Linked DNA regions of Rattus norvegicus: all the other regions are linked to region 2. Evidence: chromatin contacts called from public Hi-C data. All regions are on one chromosome and are shown on one strand. Each heading gives the region's core, a stretch centred on a gene start, on an enhancer-like site or on the middle of the called end of the contact. The rest is flanking DNA. Distances are from core to core; before and after follow the strand shown. Region 1 holds the start of LOC120103024 (ciliogenesis and planar polarity effector 2-like). Region 2 holds the start of Fam131c (family with sequence similarity 131, member C). Region 3 holds the start of Szrd1 (SUZ RNA binding domain containing 1).

Region 1 (2,812 bases), core at 190-2,689, 160 kb after region 2:
CAGTGGTTAAGAGCACTGACTGGTCTTCTAGAGGTCCTGAGTTCAATTCCCAGAACCCAGATGGTGGCTCACAACCTTCTATGGGATCTGATGCCCTCTTCTGGTTTACAGATATATATGCAGACGAAACATTGATATGCACAAAATAAATAAATCTTAAAAAAAAAAAAAAAAAAGAAAAACCAAAAATAAAAAAGAAAGAACGAGGGAAAGTAGAGAGAAAAAAGTTGAATAATGGAGTATGCCTTTAATCCCAGCATTTAGAAGATAAAGGCCAGGTGGATCTTTTGAGTTTGAGACTAGCCTGGTCTACATAACAAGTACTGGATACACAATAACGAGTACTGGATACATAGCGAAACCCTGTTGCAAGGTTGCTGTGCAAAGTGCCCAGCAGAGGGCATGACCCTAAGTGAGGACTCAGTCAACAGCATCTCTGGTGACAGTTGCTGTTGGCAGGGATGGGCTGTTTCCATGTTCCTGGCTCTGTTGGCAGAATTAGCTGTAAGGAAATTTGGGAAAGGTGGCCTGAGACTAAAGGTTATAGGTGCGGCACCTAGGAAACTTCAATGGTGAGAAGTGCTGTGGGGCAGGTCCCACAGATCTGTTTCTGCCGCCCCAGGAAGTGTCAAGAGCACACCGGTGGCACGCGATGAGGTGGGGGTCGGTGCTTACCAAACTCACGCCGGCGATTCTTGCGCAGGATGCAGGCTAAGTACTCCTTGCCCTCGACCGTCTCATGCCAGTCTGGGACAATCACCGAACCGTGCATGGGAAGTCTGGCCATGGTTGAGCAAGTTAGCAAGGTAAGGGTGTGTCCGAATACTGGGAGTAGGAGTGGAGAGAGGGGCAACCATTATCCCAAGGCGACCCCCGTGACCTTAATCTCTCTCTGGTTTTCTTTTGGAACCTGGATCCCCCTCCGGAAGGTGAATTTCCATAGCTCTGTTCTTCCTCATTGCTCTCTGGGGAACTAGCCCATCCTTGTCCTGGGAAGGTATTTCCACAAGCTCCCTCTGCCTTATCTCCTTCTGAGGCCCGCTTCGCCTCTACTCCCTCAATTCCGATTCCCGGGACCACCAACCTTCACAGTCCCCGCTAGCAGGGTGACGATCTTTTAAAAGCCCGCCCTTCTTCTGCCCTGCCTGCAGAGCCTGCTTCCGCCAGGCCTAGACGCTGTCCACGAAGCGCATGTGCAGGAATGTTGCCATGGCGACGCAGGCGGAGGAGGGGCTCCTGAATTTAGGCCGGTTTTTTGGGGGTTTTGCAAGGTCTGCAGCTCCTCCCAGGATCTTACTCGGCTTTACCACTGTGAGCTCATATTTTCCTGTCAAACATGATCATCTCCTCAAGGAAAGAGGCTTCCTCAGTTTTCTGCGCCTCTGTTTCCTTTTCTACAAAGTGGACATTATTTCCTTTCTTTTTTCCTTTCCCTTTCTGTCCTTTCCCCTTGCCCCGCCCCCTTTCCTTCCCCCTCCCCCTCCCCTCCTCCTCCTTTCGAGACAGAGTTTCTCTATGTAATAGCCTTGATGGTCCTGAAACTCACTCTGTAGATCAGGCTATCCCTGAATTCACAAAGATTCCCCTGCCTCTGCCTCTCGTAGTGCTGGGATTAAAGGCGTGTGCCACTGTATCTGGTCTTTTATTTATTTATCCACCCTCACAGGGTTCTTTACCACAGTACTGGGCAGCACAGCTCAGCGGGTTTAGTTATTATGCGCCTGTCATCAACACTACAGCCTCATCGATCCTGCTCAGCAGGTCCAGAGTCAGAGACCTCTGGATTGAGGTATCAAGGGACTCTGTATGAGGTCTGAATAAAGAGCCATTTGTCTACTAATAGATTTGTTCATTCCTGTCATTCAACAAGGACCAAGCCCCACGGTGTACCCAGCGTCTGGTTGGTGCTGGGGAGGCAAGGGTGAGCTGGAAGTCCTACCCTGGGACTGGATGCTCCAGCCCGGACCTGTGCAACCCCGAAGATGGCAGTAAATGCATGTGAGCTGGACAAGATGAGCGAGTGTCTGAGGCACTCTGGGAGGTGTCTGTTATCTTCACCAGCATCTTGAACAGTATCTTCCAGGAGAGCCAGCCACTGTTTTGTAAGGCATGAGTTAAGTAGGCTCTGTGAGGGCCGCTTGCCCTGGAGTCTGAACATTTATCTCTATAATACGCAGTTTTATGTCTTTGCTACTACAGACGAAGAAGCCGGAATCCAGCTAGTCGGTGGAAAAACAGACTCAGAAGCCTGGGTTACCTGACACGTTATCTACCCAGCCAGATTGGGTTCTGGGTTTTCAACACCTCACCCTCGGCACCTAGGAGATGCCAGTGAAGCCAATAGCACCCGGGGTGGGGGGCAGGGAGGGCACAAACCCACAAGAGGCAGACAGAGGTGGGGAAGGGAGGAGCCGTGCAAGAGAGGGTGCTTCACTCACTGGCTTACAGGGTAGCAAGGCAGAAGTACAAGAGGAAGTCATTCCTACAGGACTCTGTGGCCAGAGAGAACCCATTGCGCATGCTCCTGGGTTGAGGTCCCTTCTGTAGTGCTAGGGAACTATCTGCCCAGTCAGGATTGTCCATAGATATTCACAGCTCTCCCCACAGGCCGGGAACGCTTAGATCTGAATTGTCTTTGGGCTTCTAGGCTTCACATTCAGCCTTGCCCAGGTCTGGCTAGTGGGGGACAAGAGTCCGCACATTTAACACATGTATTAGAATGCTGATAGCACCATAAACTGGGGGCTCATACGACAGAGAAGTATTTCCGTGCAGCTGAGGCTGAACAGCCAACGTCGATGTGGGGTCCTTC
Region 2 (3,084 bases), core at 31-2,530:
AGGCTATGTTATCCTTCTCTACCTAGGTGAATTAGCGGAGTGACCTGTGCAGTAGCTGTCTTCCAAGACCTTGGGGCTGGGGTGAGTAGACTTGACCTCTGTACACTCCCACTCCCAACCCCGCCCCCTGTTCCCACAGCGGGTAAGAGTCCCAGGTGGGACAATGGCCCAACCTCTTTTGGGGGGATTTGTTTTGTTTTTGACATATGCGCTCATATAGCCCAGTTTGGCCCCAGATTCTCTATGCTGTGGATGCTGGCCTTGAACTCTCGATCTTCTGCCTTCTGAGTGCTGGGATTGCAGGCTTGTCTCCCCAACCTCTCCTAAAATATTACTACAAAAGCCTTCCCCTCAGCATTTATGAGAGATCCTATGCCCCCCCATTTACAGACAGTGCTCCCCCCAAGCCCCACAGATGTGGGATAGTCACTCCAGTTTCCTGGAATCACCTTGGAATAACCAAGGTGCCAGGTGAGAGACAAAGGCCCAGGGGTTACTGGGAACATCGGCTGTCCTCTGTCCTCTCCTGTCCCCTGAGCAGGGGTGGGGGTGGGGACGGAGTTAGGGATGAGGGTGGGGAAGAGTGGGGAAGGGCGAGCTTGATAACCTGTTCATCCCTACTGACCCCTTCCTGCCAGGGCCCTTCTGGGGCTAACGATACAGGCACCCCGAGAGGGGAAAGGATCCTGGGCTAGAAAGGCCTGCATCTTGAGGAGAGGGAGTCTGTCTGTCTTGCTGGAGCTCAGTGGCCCATAAGAGGACCAGAAAGAACCGGAAGCCTCCCTCCCCTCTCAGGCACACTGCAGGAGGCGTGTAGCTGCGGGGAAGAAAGCATTGGCACCGGGACCTTGGTTCATGCCACCTGCCGGGTGCCGCGTGGGGCGTGGGATGTGGAGACCTCCGCCCGCTCTGCGTGCTGCTCGCCCCCTCCGGAGCTCTGTCCCCGTGGGGCACCGTGTCCTCTGGGGCGCAGCTGGTCCATGAAGGGCGGACACCCACCCTGGCTTTCCCGAGCTGAGAGCTGGTGCTCCCGCCTCTCGCCGCTTCCCTGGCCGCCCTGTCCTCACCTCGCGACACGCAGGATCCCATCACGGGGTGGCGGGGCCGAGCCACTGCGCCTGGGGTGCGGTGGGCGGTCGCGGGCTCATGTCTCCGCGGGCCGGGGCTGCGCGGCTCGACCTCCGCTCGCTCCTGGGTCGTCGTCCCCGCCGCCGCGTCCGGATCGCCTCGCGCCGCGCCCGCAGCTGCCAAGGCCGGGCGACACCGCGGCGGGCGGGGAACCGCGGAGCGCGGAGGGGGCGGGGCTGGGGTGCGCCCCGCCCCCTCCGTGCCCGTGCACCTGTTGTCGCTAACCAAAGTACCGCAAACCAAACTAACGGGGACTCGGCCCTATAAGGAAGACTTCTAGCTTCAGATCTGAGTAGCGCCTGCTTTCTGAAGCTCAAGGTCAGGGGAGAGGGCTGGGAAGGGGGAATTCAGCAAGGATGAACTGCAGCCTACTGTGCATAATGAGGAAGACCGAGTTTTATTTTATTTTATTTGTGTGTGTGTGTGTGTGTGTGTGTGTGTGAGTGAAAGAGAGAGAGAGAGAGAGAGAGAGAGAGAGAGAGAGAGAGAGAGAGAGAGAATAGGGAAATCAAAAATCAAAGTACACTACTTGGGGGAGTCTATTTTTTCCTTCCACTATGTGAGTTCAGGGGATCAAACTTGGTGGTCAGACTTCCTGGTGACACCCCTGGTGGTCAGGGTTTTTAATAGCCACCTGATCATGGGATGATGTGACCCAGGGCGGGAGTTCTGAGAGAGGACTGCACTAGTGGCCTCCTGGCTGGATAAGAGGTCTCATGCAAGAAGGTAGGCTACCTCCTAGGGATCTTCTAGTGCAAAGAAATCTAGGCAAGCTCCACCTAGAACTTCTGTCATGGAATGGCTGGCACTTGCGTGGCTGTGTGTGTGAGTGTGTGTGTGTGTGTGTGTGTGCACGTGTGATCCTACCCTTACACATATGCACAGTGTGCATTTCCAAGCACTCATTCAGGATCTTGGAGAGAGTGACCAGATGTGCTGTGGCAAACCTTGTCAGGCCCGGAGTACCTTGTGTCTGAGGTAAATGTCACCTCACTCCACCCTTGACATTCCTGTCTCCAGGTAGAGGAGTCATTGGGTCTGTTTACCAGACATGCATCACTAGAGACAGCCCTGGGGGATGACTATGGCTTACAGCTAGGGTCTGAAGATCCTGTGCAGAGCAGAAGCCAAGCCTGGTGGGGACTGCCCAGAGCTGGGGAGCTGAGCTACTGAGTAAAGTCAGAGTAGAGACGGTTCTATGCCGGCCCTGGTGTTGTCAGACCTAGGTGTGAATGGAGATTTAGTTCATACAGACAGTGTTACTTACACACAATTGAATCTGAAAGGAACTCGTGTGGACATCACTGCTCCCTACACAACATAGCACAACAGCATTCACAAGACAGCAGGCGACATGGGTAATCCCAAGATCAGTGACTTACTGCGGGCAGGAGCAGGAGTGAGCTCACTTCTACAATGCCAGTACTTGAGAGGTAGAATCAGGGGGATCAGAAGTTCAAGGTCATTTTTGATTACCTAGTGAGTTCGAGGTCAGCCTGGGCTACCTGGGACCCAGCCTCAAGAAAAAAAAGAAAAAAAAAAAGAAAAGGGGGGTTGGGGATTTAGCTCAGTGGTAGAGCGCTTGCCTAGGAAGCGCAAGGCCCTGGGTTCGGTCCCCAGCTCCAAAAAAAAAGAACCAAAAAAAAAAAAAAAAGGGAAAAGAAAGGAAAGTATGTGTAAGGTTGTGCCTGGATTATGAGGAAATACCGTATTGTTCTAATAAAGGGCTAGAAGCCCTGGTGGCCGATCCCTCGAGAACCCCAAAGGCTTGTTGTTATGACAACAGCAACACAAGTGACTACAACCCCTATATTCACAGAGGGAACTGAAGACCAGCATTTGTATGAATCACCAAATACATGCACGTGTGAACCACCTTGAATGTCTGTTCTCCAGTGTTGCCCAGGGCCTGTGTACTCTGCTCTCCAAGCCTGGCCTCGCTGAGGTGGCTGTGAA
Region 3 (2,965 bases), core at 369-2,868, 230 kb after region 2:
AGAAGGTTCTAGGTAACAGCGCAGAGTGAGGACAGACATGAAGACAAGATAGAACGCAGAATTGGTGAACGGGTCCCTTGAGTAGGAGAGAAGAACTAGTAACATTTTACCCATGTGGTTGCAATTATAATCACTAAGAAAACAAACTGCAAAATGTCACAACAGGAAATCATTCCTTTATTAAGATTAATGGCACCCTAAAACTATGCCCCTACTCTGCAGCATGTTTTAATAGAGCTAACTGTAAGGAACATGTCCCTGACATTAAAACACATGACACTTGCTTCTTGCCTTCTGTGTTTGGGGAAAGGATTGGAGAGGTGAGACAGACAGGCGAGGTACCTCCAGCCCTGTACCCCCAGTCAAAACCCTTAGAATTTTTTTTTCTTTTTTCTTTTTTTCGGATCTGGGGACCGAACCCAGGGCCTTGCGCTTGCTAGGCAAGCGCTCTACCACTGAGCTAAATCCCCAACCCCAACCCTTAGAATTAGGAAGCCTAACTAAAAATTTTAACGCAGTCACAGGGGACACAAAGCAGTGTCGGGTCATTGAAACGCTGTTTGTTCTCAATTTTTGGAGAGTTTTATTTATTTACTTTGAGGCAGGGTCTCACTACGTAGCCTAGGCTAGTTTCGAGCTCACTATGTAGACAAGGCTGGCCTTGCCTAAACTCATGGAAATTCACTTACCTCTGCCTTCCCAGTGCTAGGATTAAAGTCCTTGGCCATGTTTTGTGTATCTGTGTGCCTGTGAACCATATGCATACTTGGTACCTACAGAGGCCAGATGAGGACATTCTGTCCCCCAGAGCTGAAGTTAGCAGAGGGTTGTGAGCTGACCCTGGGTCCTCTGCAAGAGCAGCCAGTGCTCTTAATGGCTGAGCCATCTCTCTAGCTCCTAGAATATTGCTTTATGAGAAAAAAAAAGTGATAATTTTACTCTATCAAATCGAAACAATACAATGTTTTATGTATGAGAGATATTTTTAAACAATATGCTTTTAAAAAAATATTTACTTTACGTATATGAGTACACTGCAGCTGTCCTCAGACACATCAGAAAATGCATCAGATCTCATTACAGATGGTTGTGAGCCACCATGTGGCTGCTGGGAATTGAAGTCAGGACCTCTAGGAAGAGCAGTCTTAACTGCTGAGCCATCTCTCCAGCCCAATTTTTAATCCTTTGTTGAATTATAGAAATGTTTTGAGAATATTATAGAACAAACGCATAACCTGTAACTTAGATAAACTTAGACTCACTTTTTTTCTTTTGAGATTCAAATTTTGAAAAAAAAAAGTTTTTTTCAACCATTGCCTGCCCTAAGAAAGGATGGTTCCAAAGTACACAGTTCCGGAACTGGAGCAGGTAACGTCATTTGAACTCTCTCTCATTCAGTAAACCAGAGAGCGTGTTGACCTCAAAAAAGATGGAGATCTATCTGACTTCCTTGCCCTTTTCCAAGATGGCAGACCAGACTAGTTGCGGGCCTAGTCTGGAGCCTCTTCCGGGCTGAGTGAGGGAGGGGGCGTGGTCCATTGAGGAAAGCCCTGCGTGCCTCCGCCCGCGACCCAGCGCGCTTCAAGGCGCAGGCGCGGGGAGGGGTTGGGGGAGGAGGGAAAGCGGCGAGTAAGATGGAAGATGAGGAGGTCGCTGAGAGCTGGGAGGAGGCGGCAGACAGCGGGGTAAGGAGGAGCTGCCGCCCCGCGGCAGGGCCGGCGGACCTGGCGTGAGGGAAGCCTCCCGGGAGCGGGTCTGGGGATAGTTTTCCCCAAGGAAGGGTCTCCCACACCGGGCGGGAGGTGGAAGAGAGGCCCCCGGTCCCGGAGCGCCGCGAAGGCCTCTTAAAGGGGCCGCGTTCCATTTCTCCCTCCACCTTTGCCGGGTGCCTCTCCGCCCAGCGGTGTGCGCGTCGCTCAAGGCGCCCCACCTTCTACCCCGGGGCAACTCTCTCTAGTCCCCGCGCCCCAGGGACCATTTTAAAGTTCTTGTGCTCTGTCTGGTGAGGGAGGGGTTCGGGCGGCGTGCCTGGCTCGGAGGAAGAGCGGGAGGAGGCCCCGAGACAGCGGGGAGCAAGCAACCATGTGTCCTCTGGGACCACTGGGCGCTGGGCCGAAATCCCCCGCCACTGTGCGCCTTCCGCCCCAGTGAGCGAGCCTGGGTTTTCTCTTCCTTTCCCTTTTCCTCTTTCAGTTTTACTCCGAGTCTCCCGGGGATCTCAGCGGAGCTCCCCTAAACTCTGCAAGCATCCGCTCTTCCCCGGGACCCACCCAGAGATCTGCGCAGTGGGGCGGATCTCGGACTACGTTCGTCTGGGTGGAGGGGAGGGAAGGGAAGAAGGGTGTGATTTGTAAGATAGCCTCATGCCTGCTAGGAGAAGGGGAGATTACCGATCGGTATGATTTGGGAGTTTTTGCTTGCCTCCAAAAGTTATAGGAAATGAAAAATATTTTCCTAAGTAGGAACCTTGTCTCTTAGGTTCGTGTTTATCGTGGTAATTTCAGAGTTTGAAGTTCGACGCTAACCCTCGTGGAGACGGAAATGTCTCTTTGGTGACCATGTGTCCGCGCCTGGGCTGGGCTGGGCTCCGGTGACATTCACCTCAAAAGCTTATGCGTGGGGAGTCACATATACAAGGATAGAGGAGGAGCTGGGTCTGTCTGCCCCTAACGCTTCTGACCAGCATAGCAGTGCTGTATCTTCACAGGAATGTTGAAACTTGGTCTCGAAGTTTTTTCCGCTAGTTCAGCATTTCTCGAAAGATTGGTGATGTTCTCCCACTTAGCATTAACGAGCATTTGAAGGAATACATTCCCCTTGAATCAAGAAAGAGTTTCTTTTGGCTTTTGGTATTTTTGAGACAAGGTCTCTATGTAGCCGTGGCTGTCCTGGAAATCAGGAAACCAGGCTGGTCTCAAAATCCAAAGATCTGACTGTCTTAGCCTCTGGCGTGCTGAAATTAAAG

The links. A called contact is a pair of places that touch in the nucleus more often than the background predicts.
Region 1: a contact with region 2 is called in a Hi-C map of liver, with 3 times the contacts expected there. The contact joins the promoter of LOC120103024 here to the promoter of Fam131c in region 2. A contact is called at or near these places in 10 of 12 Hi-C or Micro-C datasets (the A7r5 cell line, the Rat2 cell line, Schwann cells and 6 more) and 1 of 1 datasets of contacts at active chromatin or transcription factors (oligodendrocytes).
Region 3: a contact with region 2 is called in a Hi-C map of kidney, with 5 times the contacts expected there. The contact joins the promoter of Szrd1 here to the promoter of Fam131c in region 2. A contact is called at or near these places in 4 of 12 Hi-C or Micro-C datasets (Schwann cells, frontal cortex, kidney and 1 more).

What each region holds. Positions count from the first base shown.
Region 1 is chr5:158,796,873-158,799,684 of GRCr8, reverse strand. It overlaps LOC120103024 (ciliogenesis and planar polarity effector 2-like), which reads right to left and starts at 1,439. Exons shown (of 6, transcript XM_039111335.2): 1 at 1,085-1,439. Cplane2 (ciliogenesis and planar polarity effector complex subunit 2) reads right to left here and starts at 1,182. Exons shown (of 3, transcript NM_001109272.1): 1 at 1,085-1,182; 2 at 676-825; 3 at 234-502. The coding sequence starts at 787. The coding sequence ends at 300.
Region 2 is chr5:158,955,640-158,958,723 of GRCr8, reverse strand. Fam131c (family with sequence similarity 131, member C) reads right to left here and starts at 1,280. Exons shown (of 7, transcript XM_008764303.3): 1 at 1,068-1,280. The coding sequence starts at 1,089.
Region 3 is chr5:158,724,901-158,727,865 of GRCr8, reverse strand. It overlaps Szrd1 (SUZ RNA binding domain containing 1), which reads left to right and starts at 1,618. Exons shown (of 4, transcript NM_001114599.2): 1 at 1,618-1,685. The coding sequence starts at 1,635.